Linked DNA regions of Arabidopsis thaliana: region 1 is linked to region 2. Evidence: chromatin contacts called from public targeted proximity ligation data. All regions are on one chromosome and are shown on one strand. The core of a region is the stretch at or near the end of the contact, and the rest is flanking DNA. Distances in the headings are between cores, read along the strand shown.

Region 1 (2,700 bases), core at 69-2,568, 34 kb after region 2:
GTTCATAGATCTTGCCATGGCTGCAGGGTTTGCTTGCAGGTTAAGATACGTTTCAGGGACGAATCTGTTGTTGCTGCTCTTTGTTTCAGCTCCATTACTGAAAAAGCTGAATTCTTGTGTCTTCTCGCGGGTCATCGGTACTGGATACCACACATGGTTATTTGTAGCCATACTTGTTTCATTTTTGATGCTCTGAGATTCCAAAAGCAAGCTTGTTCTCTCAAAAGCATTTTTACTCTCTTTAACAGTTTCATGAGAAGTTTCGTCTCTTGTCCTTTTCCCAAGACATGTAGAAGTGTCGAGGGTAGACCAAACCGGTATCGCGCAGCCCCAGTAGACGGGCATGTGGTAGAAACTAGGGTTTGGAGGGTATTGGTAAGGCCAAGGAGGCGAAACAGGGGATGCTTGGGGAGGAAGTAACCCTTGGAAGTTGTTGGGTTCTTGTGAAACAGGTTCAGCGTTTATCTTCACTTCGTTTGATTGATGCTTAGGCCTCTCAGTTACCAAAGAGTCCGAAGACTCGAAGCTTAGAATCTTTGTTGAGGAGCTATTGTAATTGTCAGTATCCTCGGAAGTGATGTGCAGGTACTGGTCTGAAGAAACCCATCCCTTGTTCTTGCGACGGCCTGAGCCAACCGGGACGATCCTCATGGATCCACCAGCGGTCCAATACCTCTGGCATTTTCTACAGAAGTGACGTGGCTGGTTAACGTTGTAGTTGTTGTAGTAACAGAATTTGGTGTCTGCGCTGTTGCATCTCGGACATGGAAGAATCTTGTCTGGTTTCTTCAGTTCAGTTGTTTTCTCTTCTTCCGATGTAATTGTTGTGATCTCGCTGTGTTGGTCATCACTGTTCTCAGATGTTTCTTTTGACTCGTTGTTAAGATTAGATGACAGCTTAAGACTTGTATTGTCAGTAACAGATTGGTTATTCATCTGAAAAAAATTGAAGGAACTTGGATTAGGATTAACATCATGAACTAGTTTCAAACTGATACAAGGACTAGAGAAAATATTAAATCTTTAGCATTTCTTAACAAATAAAGGTAAGACCATGAAACATACCATGTGTGGTCGAAGTGATAGAGAAGAAGACGAGGAAGACGAGGAAGAATCAGGAAGAACATGGGACGAAGAAGAGTATGGATCATGAGAAACCGGTGTAATTGTCCAGCCAAACAATTTAACCGGAGTATCTCTAACTTGAGACATACCAATCTTTGAAGACATAAGACAGAAAAGAAGATGGAGTATGAGATTAGATTTGTGTTATGTGTTTATTCTTTATTTGAGGTCTGAGACAAGAGTATGTATAAGAGGCTGAGGTTGGTATTAAATTAATAACGGATCACACAGAGCCACAAGCCATAAAGACAGAGAAAATGGAGAAATTACACGTCAGCTTAGAGAGGGACATGAAGAGATGAGAGAGCCACATGTTGCAAAAAAGTGGGCTTTTTGCTATCTCTTTTCATGCTCTTTTTGATCTCTCTTTCAGTGCCACTAAAAAGATTTGCCTCCTTTATTGTCAGCCACGTCTCATTAAAATGTACAACTTCTTTTGGAATATTCATACAGAAAATTAGAAATACAATAATGCGAAAACATTTACAAAAATGCCAGCTGCCATACATCAGTTCAAAATGCTATATTACAGATGTTCCAATGTGGTTTTGTGAATGAGTACAAAATATTTTGGTTTCTATACGAATAACCAAAATATTGACTACTAAAAAAATTGTTGCTAGGGTAAGCAAAATCAGATATTACAATATGAATAACCAAAACATCGATTATAAAAACTAATTTCTATACAAATAACTAAAATATCGATAACTATTTTCTCCTTGTCATCCCTAGCGACGAGACAACAATCATCATTCTCCTCGAGATGATATCAAGATTGCGGTGGTTAAAATCTTGGTAAAGTGCTATGTTTACCATGTTGGACCATTTATTTTTACTCTTACTCTATATTATTTATCTAATAGGAGAAAAATTTACAACGTTGGTAATTTAGCTTCTCACATGCGTGATCGTGAGATACAAACACATTGTTGTGCACGATGTGTTTGAAGCTGGTTTAGAGTGATAAAAGACGTTTTGTTGCTAGAAAAGAAATCAATAAATTGTGGTTTAAGGTAGATCTTGCTCTAACAGTTTTTCAAAATAATTTGATTTATTCGCGTGATTCATGCACTTATTTAGTATCACATACGTTACAATTTCAAACTAATATTGCATAGTTGTTAATAATTAAATATAATGATATAGAAACCATTTCATACTAACATTGCATTATTCCATAAATTTGACCATTTTTGTTGCCAAAGAATAATGATATAGAAACCATTAAATATATATTTTATTTAGTATGCTTGTAATTGTATTTTACGTTACAAACTAAAGATTTATACGTATATCCCAGAAGATAATTTGCATTAAAAATAATAACACATTTAATGTATTTTCATCTATAAATTCTTGCTTCTGAAACAGAACAAATATTATTATCTCACAAATTCTTAAAAGTAAAACACACTCATGGCTTTCTCAACCAATCAAAATTTTATTTTTGTATTATTCTTATTTTTCTTTATCCTCAAAACGTCAGCATCATTAACAAATCACTCGTCCCCCGATGGGCTTTTACCATTCGCACGTAAACATGTTATCATCATCAACAAATTGGTCACACGT
Region 2 (2,700 bases), core at 19-2,518:
GTCTTATTAAAACTTTATCAAAGAAAAAAGAAAACTGTAGCTAGTCTTAAAGTTGTTAGATCCAAATATATATCAACACCGACACATCATGTACCTGGACTCTTTTTCTTTTCTAGCGTTTGGATTTCACATTGAGTCAAATAGAGTATGTTTGCTGATCTTAAGATCCTACAATTAAAGTTATTGTATAACAAATAATTAAAAAAGACTCTATATGAGTTTTTTCTTTTTTTTTTTTTATTTTAAAATAAAGAAGGCTATGAGTTAATCCACTTATAGTAATATCAATTTTGAGTTAAAAATTGATAAATGTTTTTTTTTTTTTTTTTTTGTCACTCAAAGATTGATGAATGTTAACATAGGAAATTTCAAGAGTAATTTTTTATTTTGTAATTTGCAATTTGGGTAATTTTGGCGTATTTAGAAAGTTTTTTACTACATAATGTTCCATTGAGAACTATACTACATGGTTTACTGTTTATGACGACATAAGGTAAACGGTAAGCAATGTATAGACTAAAGAGGATTGCTAATCATCTCCACTAAATATTATATTGACTACTGCGAATAATGGATACTGTGAACATGACGATGGACGGTAAAAATTGTATTTAAGTTAACCACCGTAATAATGGATCATCCACTGCAAATAGTAAGTGTATCGTTCACCGTGTACATTGTTTAACAATGTAACTGATAAATTAGGAAACTCATATTACTCTCATCTTATTTTAGGAATATCACATATTATGTAATCATGTTAATTGATTCATTGTACTCTTTACTGTAGATAATTGAATACACGGAGAAGGGAACCAAATATTGTGCTTCTCAGTTCTCATCATTCAACAAGGTATCAGAAACTTTTCTCAAAACGTAATTTTCTCTAAGCCGCCATACTAAAACTTAATTGCTCTCCCTTTGTTTTTTAATTCTACGTCTCTCACCCTCTGTTTTTTTCCTCTAAATTCTTTTCTTCTTCCATCAACAGTAACATCCACCGTAAAACAATGTATCGGTCACTGTGAACCGTGTGTTGCTCACTAGAACAGTGTGGAAGTGCATCATTCCACGCAAAAAGTGTATCGTCCACCTGTTTTCTTTCTGTTGTATTTGTTTATATTATTTTGATGTTTGTTTTTACCACAACCACTTTGACCCCTTTATGATTTTAATTTAGAGGAAAGACTTTTTGTACATGTGAATTGTTATGCAATTATTTTATTTTAGTCGTCAATCTGTCCACCCAAGAGCCCACCACAACAAACATCTTTTTCAATTGTATTTCAACTCTTTTGATTTTTCTCACGTGAAATTATATCCACTTGCAAATCTTCATGTGACTCAATATCCCTCTCTCTATAGTCTATATACATATATATATATATATATGAATATAAGGGACTTGTTGAATAAACTCCGAGTTTTTGCATGGTTGGCAAATTCTTATAACCCCACCCTTTGTTCCTCTTACACGCTTTCTAGTTTATTTCTTCCTCTAATAGCTTTTCTTTTTGTCTTCTTCGTAATTTGCTCAAAATCTGTTCTTTACTCTGCAGCCAACTTTTCACTGAGGCTGGGAGAGACAGAGATTGATCTCAACTAAAAGAGGCTTTTCATTAGATCTGGATTCTTGAGTTTTACAAAGAAGTCCAGAGAAACCAAATATGAAGTTTGGGAAAGATTTTGTTAGGCAGATGATTCCAGAATGGCAACAAGCTTACATGGATTATGCTGGTCTCAAATCTATTCTTCAAGAAATCCAAACTTCACGGAAAAGATCAGAGAGACCAGGTATCTTGAAACGCAAGCTATCTGGTAGCCGCAACTTCAGCGGCCTGACAAAGCGGTATAGCCGCACCGCCTCGACTCGGGAACCAGAAATTCAGGACATTCTGGTGCACGCAACTACTGGGGATGATGGGTTTGAGAGATACGAGACAACCATCTTGGAAGTTGCAGAGGCGGGGAGAGAGTCAGAGCTTGCGTTCTTTAAAACCCTAGATCTTGAATTCGATAAAGTTAACCATTTTTACCGGTCTAAAGTGGAGGAAATGGTGAAGGAGGCAGTGGTTTTGAACAAACAAATGGATGCTCTCATTGCTTTCAGAATCAAAGTTGAGCGACCTTCTTCTTCGTGGAGCTGCTCTGAAACAGTTTCAGTGGATATGAATGCCTTAGATTCTAATGACCAGAGTAAGTTGTCAGATATTTTTTGTTACTAAGTTTAGCTGAAATGACACAAAGTTTAAAATCTTTTGTGTTTATTTTTGAAGGGAATACATTAGCTGAGGAGATGGGAATCAGAGTAGAGGGAAATGGATCCAACGGTGGAGATTCAACGAAAGAGAGTGTACCACAAGTGTTAAGTGTTCTTGAACGTATCAGATTAAACAAAACTCAGGAAACTCCTCTCTCCACAATTAAAAACGTCCTCAAGCTCTCTAACCAAGAAGAGCTCAAATTCACTAGAGAGAATCTCAAGAAAATAGAAGAACGGCTTAAGAATGTCTTCATCGAGTTTTATCGCAAGCTTCGACATCTCAAGAATTACAGGTAATGTTGCTTCTTAAGAATATATGAAAAAGTTAAAAAAAAAAAAGATTGTTTGATTAAATCCATGCTTTGTTCTTGATTTATTCAGCTTCTTGAACACTTTGGCTATTTCCAAGATCATGAAAAAGTATGATAAGGTAACTC

What was found.
Region 1: a targeted proximity ligation map of shoot shows a contact between it and region 2, with 13 read pairs. A contact is called at or near these places in 19 of 26 Hi-C or Micro-C datasets (callus, cotyledon, leaf and 6 more), 1 of 2 datasets of targeted methods (shoot) and 1 of 3 other capture datasets (seedling).

Annotation. Positions count from the first base shown.
Region 1 is chr1:9,273,875-9,276,574 of TAIR10.1, forward strand. AT1G26790 (Dof-type zinc finger DNA-binding family protein) reads right to left here and starts at 1,319. Exons shown (of 2, transcript NM_102442.2): 1 at 1,066-1,319; 2 at 1-936. The coding sequence starts at 1,230. AT1G26795 (Plant self-incompatibility protein S1 family) reads left to right here and starts at 2,507. Exons shown (of 1, transcript NM_102443.1): 1 at 2,507-2,700. The coding sequence starts at 2,545.
Region 2 is chr1:9,239,768-9,242,467 of TAIR10.1, forward strand. It overlaps AT1G26730 (EXS (ERD1/XPR1/SYG1) family protein), which reads left to right and starts at 1,269. Exons shown (of 12, transcript NM_102436.2): 1 at 1,269-2,196; 2 at 2,277-2,556; 3 at 2,645-2,693. The coding sequence starts at 1,668. It overlaps AT1G06013 (a long non-coding RNA gene), which reads right to left and starts at 1,097. Exons shown (of 1, transcript NR_139005.1): 1 at 793-1,097.